Linked DNA regions of Macaca fascicularis: region 1 is linked to region 2. A link is a contact called in public Hi-C data. All regions are on one chromosome and are shown on one strand. The core of a region is the stretch at or near the end of the contact, and the rest is flanking DNA. Distances in the headings are between cores, read along the strand shown.

Region 1 (4,504 bases), core at 1,678-4,177, 65 kb before region 2:
GGGGTTGGCCTGCAGCAGCTGCCGCTCCAGCTCACCCTGCAAGGAACCCAGCGGCACAGTGAAGGCCGGGCAGCGACCTGGGCTACCGAGCCTGCCCTGCCTGGAAGGGGGACGATGGCAGAGCCGTGTCAGCATGTCCAACATGCCAGAAACAGAGGTTTCCGGGTGGGCGCCAGTGTGCCACTCCAGCCAAAGCCAGGTCCCGGTATCACCCAAGTGTGGCCTTCCGGCCAGGCTTTGGAAACCTTGGTCAGTTTGAACTTACTTCCGTGGCCCTGGAAACGGCAGGCAGGAAGCTCCCTCAGCTCTAGGAATCTGGCCCTGGAGGACCTATGTGAAAGCAGCACTCAAACTAGCGAGCTGGCGGCACAGACACCCTGGGACAGTGTCTCCACCCTGTATACACCAGCTTCCCTCTACCTCCTTGCCTCTAATCTTGACATTTTTATTCCTTTTCATAGGAAAAGCAAATGAGGGGATTGGATCTGGAAAATATACACGCTCATCTAATCTGTGTCCTGATAAATGCTTCACTTTCTGTATCAGCCCCTCCACTGCTGCACCCAAAACCCACCACGGCAGGCAATGAGCACGGGATCCATGAGGCCCACTTTGGGCTGCAAGCTATTTACTGAGAATGTCACTAAATCCTGCTGTGCACTCCAGGGGTGCTTTGTGGTAGACAAAATGCACCCTTGTGCCTTCTTATCCCTACACCCTCACCATACTCAGGGGGCAGGACAGAGCGGCCCCATTTCACAGAAGAGGAAGCTGAGGCCAAGGGAGAGGAATGACGTGCTCAAGGTCATCCAGCTGTCAATTAGCAGAGCGGGCTGGCAGAACTCCAGTCCCCTACCTAACCCGTCGGCCACTGCCCTATCTTCACACCTGTGCAGCAGGCCCATGCAACCAGGGAATAACTAATGCTGACTGAGGAAACTAGGGAGCTGGTTCCCCTTAATGCCTGAGTGCCCTCTGGGGGAAAGAACATCACACAAGGGCCAGGCCAGGCTTTGTATTTATTAAAGACTGGAGTCAAGCCAGGGTTTTCCGGGAACAGCAGCCGCCTGTGAGTGATGACAAGGAAAACTGGGAGGAATAGGAGCTCCCAGGACAGCCACGGACCCTGGCCTTACAAGCACACCTGCCATAGACGAGACTCATCTGCAGAGCACTGGGGACACTCTGGAGTCTAGCCAAGCCAGACTGGAAGCCCACCTGAGACCACAAGGGACAGAGCAGAGCCTCCTCCTCTGGCAGTCCTCCTAGGCCAGGATCCCCCAACCCAGGGCTAGGAAGCCTTCTGCTTGTGAACCATCCAGACAAGTGAGGGCATTGCCCTAGTGCCCGCCCCTGAAGGAGGGTCAGCGGGGCCAGGTCAGAGGGCAGGGGTCAAGCCCACAGAGCAGGCTCTACATGTGCGCTGGGCACCAGTGGTAACTGGACACCGGGTTTCCACCCACAGGCCTCGGGCGGGCCTAGGAAGTCGGCTGAGGCAGCCCACGGAGCCAGATTTGGATGAGAATGGCTCCCACACCCACTACGCCGTTCCTCTCACAGCACAGGCCAGGCTGCCAGGCTGGCTGAACCGCTCCCGTTCCCGCAGACAGAAGGGAGCGCGGCCCCCTCCAGGGCCTGTGCTTGCCCTGGCTTGGAGGCAAACTGAGGCCTCTGTTTGGGACCACACGCTGTTGCCGTGGAAAGTGGGGCCGCGGGGCCAAGTCGGGAGCAGCCACTTCAGATTCCAGAGCCGTGTTCCCTGCTGACAACAGTGATGACTAACCTATGGCTTTTCCTCTACTGACATCTAATTGGGCACAGAAGAGATTTTAATTTTTCAATGAAATCTGCATAACATGAAGTGACGTGGTACTGTCTAAGGTTAGGGGTTACCCATTGGTTTCTGAAGGGCTTCACTGGGTGGTGTTTCTGCCAGTGAGCCCCAACAAGAACACAAATAACAGACCAGGGAGAGGCAAAGGTCACCATTTAGGCTCCGGGCATCTGCCCGGAAAGCTCCTTGGACCAAGCTCTGCTTTGCCAACCCGCAGCCCAGGCCAAACCTGGCCTCCCCACAGCAAGGTGAGGTCTGGAACAACCCCTCTGCTGGTATTGGGAGGGTCAACTTGGCCACTGCAAGCGAGAGACTGCTGGCTCCCAAACCAAGTTCAAGGGTGTTCCATGCTCCGGCTGCCTGTGGAAAATCACAGCACAGCTTCAGGCAAGGAAATCAACCAAACCGGCCAATGGCCTTTCACACTAACAGCCTGAGCTGTGACTGGAACCCTGGGGCAACCTACTCCCTCACTCTAGTGGGCTCAGGGCAGGGACAGGGTGCCTAGCAAAGTCTGCATTTTGACAGCATGGCTCCCACTGTCACCCCCAACCCCAGCCTGCTGTCTTTGCTGAGTGCTGCCTTCCCCTCTACAACAGGAACCCCCGATGTAAGGCATATGAGCTATTTCACTGCTCTCTGTGTCCTGTCTCCTGTCTTCCAGGACAGGGACTCCAGTGTCACCCTCCCAAGAACCAGTCATGTACTAGGCAGTCAATAAATACTTGGGAAAAGGATTTTACTGCAAATTCGGAGATGGAAAACCACGGCTAGAGAACTCCTAACCTCACAGCTTTGTTTTTAAAATAGGCCTCCTAAAAAGAATGCAAAATGGGGGGTAGGGGAGGGAGACAGGGAGAGAGGGAGATACGGAGACAGGGGGAGAGGGAGAGAGAAGAAAAGAAACTTTATTAGTTTCTAAATATAACTCCTGACACCCCATGGAAAAAGATTCCAAATGTCTTGAGAAGCTTGGCACATGAAAAGTTACTTTTGGTTGGGTTCCAGAAGACTGTACTCATTAGGCCATTCTGCAGGCCACACCCCAGACCTGCATGCAGACTCACACCCCTCCTTACTTACGAACGCCGCACACGGCACGCCAGTAAGGTGGAGCCGCCGCTGGGAGCGACCAAGACCAAGCTCCCCCTGACGGCTTCAAGGAACACCACTGGCACTTAGGTTTCACAGGGGAGTTTAAGAGTGTGCTTGAGAGACAGCGTCCCACAGCCATGCTTGTCTGATCACCCCAACCTCTGAAAAACTCCAACATGAGAACTCCCCAGCACTGCTTCTGACTGGCACGGCGGTGGCAGGCGAGGGCCGCCGGCCATCTGCATCTGGTCTGGACCACAGAGCATGGAGGGCTCCGTGAGAGCGGAGTCCCCGCCCACCGTGCCGGGGTCAAGTTCTGCATGGGACATGACAGCTATAGTGCGCTGTGGGGAAATCTGGGCGTGACTGGAGTTTCTGAGAACTAGGTGTGAGGCCCATCTCCATTCTGCAGGGACTGTCACTTCAGAGTGCACAGGAGGTCACTGTGTGCCACACCCAGCCCCTCCTCCCAAGACAGTCAGTGAGCTGAGCCTAAAAGAAGAGCTCTAGCTGCAGAAAGTGACAAGTGTGGGGTGAAAAGCTGCTTAGAACAAAATACAGAATTCAAGGGCACACGATGGGCAGAACACGCATTCCCAGTGCAGAACGTGCAGTAAAACGTGCAGCTCACCTAGCGAGGACGCTGCTGGTTCAACCATAATCCATCAAAAGGGAGAGGAAAAAAATGGAGGTGAGATGACTTTCCAATTGCCCTTTCTCTCTTCGCTGGGGTGGTGGGGTTGGGTGGCTGTCTGCCCAGAGGCATTTCTTTTTTTTTTTTTGAGACGGGGTCTCACTGTCACCCAGGCTGGAGTACAGTGGCGTGATCTGGGCTCGCTGCAAGCTCCGCCTCCCGGGTTCACGCCATTCTCCGGCCTCAGCCTCCCGAGTAGCTGGGACTACAGGCGCCCGCCACCACGCCCGGCTAATTTTTTGTATTTTTAGTAGAGACGGGGTTTCAACATGTTGGCCAGGATGGTCTCGATTTCCTGACCTTGTGATCCGCCCACCTCGGCCTCCCAAACTGCTGGGATTACAGGTGTGAGCCACCGCGCCCGGCCCACCCAGAGGCATTTCAACATCAGGGGAAAGAAATGGATTCAAACACAGCCTCCATCAACTTGAGGACCAAGTCTTGGAATCTGCCTTCCAGCCTCAGAAGCGGGGGGACACACAGCAATGAGCTGCAAACGCCAAGAGGGCTGCTACGCAAACTCCAGGACCTCACCAGTTTCCACAGCAACTCAGAAGGCTAGGAGGCCAAGGACAGAATGGGCTTGCTATCGCTGGACCACTCCCAGGACAGGCCACGCCGTCGCCTCAATGGAAATGGGCCCAGCCTCTGCTTCATTCCCCAAAGCATCCTCATGTAAAGCTGAAGCCACGACCACTAAGTGCTCTTCCTCCATCATCCCACCAAGGCCCAGCAAGTGGCCGCGGGGACGAGGACCACAGCGCTCACCTGGTCCTTCTTGCTCTTGTGCGAGGACGCCACGTACGCCAGATACTGGATGACCTTCTTGGTGTTCTCTGTCTTGCCAGCTCCAGATTCACCCCTACCAAGAGAGGCAAGGA
Region 2 (4,433 bases), core at 848-3,347:
CTTTCCAGCACCGCGTGCTTGCCTCAGTTTGCCAAACCTGCAATGTGCTTCTCCCTTGTAGCAGCTCCCTCCTTGTCCCAGAGAAGTGGCCCCTCTCAGCCTTGAAATTCCTCGAGTCCTTTGTCTATGGCATACTTGGGACACACATCACAGGCTGCCTTTGTATTTCACTCGTTCTGCCACTTTCCCCTTGAGGACTGTAAACTCCCCAAGGGCAGAGGCAGGGCCCGGGATTTCACAGGGCAGTCTGGCTCCCTTCTCCCAATCTCCATGACTCACAGTACCTTTCCGGGGTCCCTGTCATCTCCACCTCACGTTAGACTCATCTACGGATTTGTCTCAGTTCTCCCCTAAGTGCCCATGGGCATGGGCCAGGTCTTACTCAACTCCCATCCCCCACCACCTGCCAGAGTCCCTGGCACAGAGAGGGCAGTTAAATATTTGCTCAATTACACATCTGTGTCCTCTTCCCCCCACATAGCAGCCTTGTATACAAACTGACTATTATTAATTGAGTGATTGTCTCAAAAGGCCTCCCTCCTTACCAAAAAGGAACTCCTAAGCCATCAGGTGAGCCAAACACTGGCCCAGACAGTGGAGTTAGAATGGCCACAGTGTTGCGCCGCATGGAGAAGGAGCCAAGGTTCTCTTCCCTTTCCACAGTTACTGAACAGTTACTTTGAAATCCTGTTAAACCCAGAAAAGGGCGCAGTGAACCGAAAAGTGGCTGGGCCTCTCAACTGCCCGGTGGAGAGAGCGCCTGCCTCCACGACCTGGGACTTCCCAAGGAGTCTGCTCTCCACACCGGCTGGGTGGGGCCGAACGTTCACCCTGCCCCCCACCTCAGGACAGCCGGCAAGCTAGTGCTGGGGGTGCTGCCTCTCAGTTTGAAACAGCGGGGCTTTCCTGGAGGAATGAGGATGCCGCCGTCCTATCTCCTGCGCGTGGCCCCAGAACAGGATGGGGTGGGGACTCCAGCACAGGGAAGCGGGTGCGGGGAGTGGAGAATAGAAAACTCCGATCTGGCTCAAACAGGAAAGATGCAATCGCCCAGGCCTGGTCGTAACGGCAGAGCCAGCTGCCGCCGCGCCCCGCCCGGGCAGGATGGCCCCTGGGTGCGGTGGAATCAGGTGCACGCCTGGGCGGCCCCGACGGCTGCTGCATTCCGGGCCTCCCTCCCCCGGGGAACAGAAGTCGGAGGTCGAGGGCTGGAGCAGGGGCTGGGGGTGGCCCTTCCTGCCTCGCGCCCAGGTCCCCGCCGGGTCCTCCTTGTCCGGGCAGCCGCCGCACCTCCCCCGGGCCCTCCTCGGCCAGCCTGACGGCAGCGGGCGAATGAGGAAGTCGGCCGCGGAGGCGGAAACCGGGCCGGGTGCAAGGTCTGCAGCGGGACGGTCCGACTCTGACTCAGGAGGACGCCCTGACAGCTGCCAAACGGTGCCCGCTGCCCGTTACCTCCGTGCCTCAGACGCCAGGAACTTCCACCGGAGCGGCTGCCCCGGGCTCCCAACCCGTGAGGCTGGGTCCCAGGGGCCGCGGCTCCCGGAAGGGGTTAAAAAGTTTGCCAGAGTCGGGCCTGGGCGAGGCGAGGCGAGGGCGGGGCGCGTGCCCCAGCGGCAGGGGGAGGTCGGCTCCGGTGCCCAGTCCTGGGACCGCACCGGGGAACACGAGGGGCGCAGGGGAGCGCGGGTCCCGAGGCCGCCCCTGCACCCCGAGGCCTCGCTGCCGCCGGCCCCCTCCCCGAGTTCCCGCGCGGGGGTCCCGGTCCCCCTGGGAAGGATGCGGTGCCGGGCACCGGGCCGCCGGCGTCCGCGCCTGCCCGCGCGGGTGGCGGGCCGCACCGAGCCCAAGAACCACAAGTCGGCCCGGCGGCCGCGCGTCTCGCCCCCGCCCGCCCGCCGCCGCCTGCCCGGGGCGGGACCGCGGTGGGGCTCGCTCACCTGAACCTGGATCTGCCCCGGGAACAGGAGCTGGTCTCCCGAGAGGACTTTCTCGAGCGCTCGGGCGGCGGCCGGGTGGGGCGAGCGCACGAGGCGGGAGCTGCAGCAGGTCAGCCTTGCTCAGCCTTCAGTGCCCTGCCCAGGAACCGCGGTGATCTGCGCGCCTCACCGCACCCAGCTCGGCTCCTCGCCGCCTTCCCGCCCCGCCCTCGGAGTCGCGGGCCCATTCCCAGCCCGGAGCCGGCTCCGGGGCGGAGCCTGGAGGCACAATCCCGCCCTCCTTCCTGCTTCACCCACTGCAGGCCGCGCCTGGCTTTGATGGGCAGACGTGTTGGCCTCTGGAAAGGGGAGTGGGCGGAGCCTCTGCGGCCAGATGGGTGGGGATTCATCCTCCTCTTTCGCCCCCACCTCACCACCCGCTCCACCTTCCTCCGCTTCCTAGGCGGGAGCCCCGCCCTCTAGGGCGGGTCCAACGGACAGCCAGGTTCTAGGATAGGATTGACACAGAGGGAATCCAATCAGGAGGCGGCAACTCGGGGCGCGGAGGGCTCCGGGCCGGGATTTTGGTGCCTTGCCTGGGCCGGGGCGAGGCCCGCCGGGAGCCGACAGTGAAGGTCTGGAACTCCCCGCCCCGGAGGCCGACTGGGAAGGTCTGGATACCCCGCCCCGCGAGCTGTGCTCTCAGTCTCCTGTCATCCCACCAGAAGGACAGATATTAAGTACCATATATGGGAAAAATGCTATTTTACATAATTATGATCCCTGTGGGGGCGGGCATGGACTCAACCCTGGATTCCATTGTGGGCGTCTTGAGTTCGATTCCTGACCCTGCCTCTTTAGAGACCGCACGTTGCTGCCTTTCAGCCTCCAAACCTTTGCTCTGGCCGTTCTTTCAGCCTGGAATACCCTTCGGAGCCTCTCTTCACCTCCATGTCATTAACTCGCATACATCCTTTCAGATGCTTGTTACAAATTGCACTTTTTTTTGTTGTTACTGTCCACTACAAGAGGATAAAAAATGTTTTCATTTTTAAATGAAAAATCTTTTGATCCATCTGGAATTTATTTTTGGGGTGAGGAAGAAACCTGACATAATTTTTGTAAAAGCCACTTGTCCAGACACTATTTCCTCCACTGATTTTAGTTGGCACCTTCATCGCCTATTCAACTATTTTATACTTTAAGCTGTTTCTGACTTGTATACATTGATCTTTCTGTGTGCACCTGTGCCAATCCTTCAATGCTTTAATGATGATACCTTTATAATACATTCTATATCTATGAGGGTAAATTTCTCATCCTTACTCTTTCTTACTGGAATGTTCTTCCTATCATGACGAAACTGTTCTTCCAAATTAACTTCAGAAAAAAAACTATGTTCTAAAGGCAAAAAAAAGCTGGGAAAAAAAAGATTTTGCAACTCTGTGACAAAGAATTACTATCAGCAGTATATAAAGATCTCTTCCCAGTTGATAAGAAAAACCTCAGCGGGGCACGGTGGCTCACGCCTGTAATCACAACACTTTGGGAGGCCGAGGCAGGCGGATCACCTGAGGTTGGGAGTTCAAGACCAGCCTGACCAACATGGAGAAACCCCGTCTCTACTAAAAATGCAAAAAAATTAGCCAGGCATGGTGGCCCATGCTTGTAATCCCAGCTACTCAGGAGGCTGAGGCAGGAGAATCGCTTGAACCCAGGAGGCGGAGGTTGCAGTGAAAAGAGATCATGCCATTGCACTCCAGCCTGGACAACAAGAGCGAAACTGCGTCTCAAAAAACACGAAAAAAGAAAGAAAAAGAAAAACCTCAAAGACTCCAAAATAAAAATGGCCAAAAACAGGAACAGGTGATTTTAAAGAAGAATTATAAATGGCCAATAATAATTTTTTAAAAGTCATCAGAGGCCGGGCACAGTGGCTCACACCTGTAATCCCAGCACTTTGGGAGGCTGAGGTGGGCGGATCACGAGGTCAGCAGATCAAGACCATCCTGGCTAACATGGTGAAACCCCGTCTCTACTAAAAATACAAAAAATTAGCTGGGCATGGTGGCACACGCCTGTAGTCCCAGCTATTCAGGAGGCTGAGGCAGGAGAATGGTGTGAACCCGGGAGGCGGAGCTTGCAGTGAGCCCAGACAGAGTCAGACTGTCTCCAGACATACAGAGCCTGGGCGACAGAGTGAGACTCCATCTCAAAAAAAAAAAAAAGTCATCAGAAATGCAAACAAAACAACATAGCATGCCATTTTCACCTAATTCAAAAAAATAAAAATAAAAATGCTCAATATTGGTCAGGTTTACAGATACAGATGAGAAAGTAAATTGATCAATTATATCTGAGAATTCATCCTTAAAGGCATTAGAAAAGTACACAGAGGCCGGGTGCGGTGGCTCACTCCTGTAATCCCAGCACTTTAGGAGGCCGAGGCGTGCGGATCACTTGAAGTCGGGAGTTCAAAACCAGCCTGACCAACATGGAGAAACCCCATCTCTACTG

What was found. A called contact is a pair of places that touch in the nucleus more often than the background predicts.
Region 1: a contact with region 2 is called in a Hi-C map of skeletal muscle, with 4 times the contacts expected there. The contact joins the enhancer-like site here to the promoter of MYH9 in region 2. A contact is called at or near these places in 2 of 2 Hi-C or Micro-C datasets (liver and skeletal muscle).

Annotation. Positions count from the first base shown.
Region 1 is chr10:15,358,089-15,362,592 of T2T-MFA8v1.1, reverse strand. It overlaps MYH9 (myosin heavy chain 9), which reads right to left. Exons shown (of 41, transcript XM_065522178.1): 5 at 4,392-4,485; 6 at 1-36. Among named protein-coding and RNA genes, the nearest start is that of MYH9, 65 kb to the right of the region's middle. Within about 2 kb of position 2,927, at least 1 of the 6 cell types and tissues checked has an H3K27ac peak or open chromatin away from gene starts, as enhancers often do.
Region 2 is chr10:15,292,670-15,297,102 of T2T-MFA8v1.1, reverse strand. MYH9 (myosin heavy chain 9) reads right to left here and starts at 2,097. Exons shown (of 41, transcript XM_065522178.1): 1 at 1,938-2,097.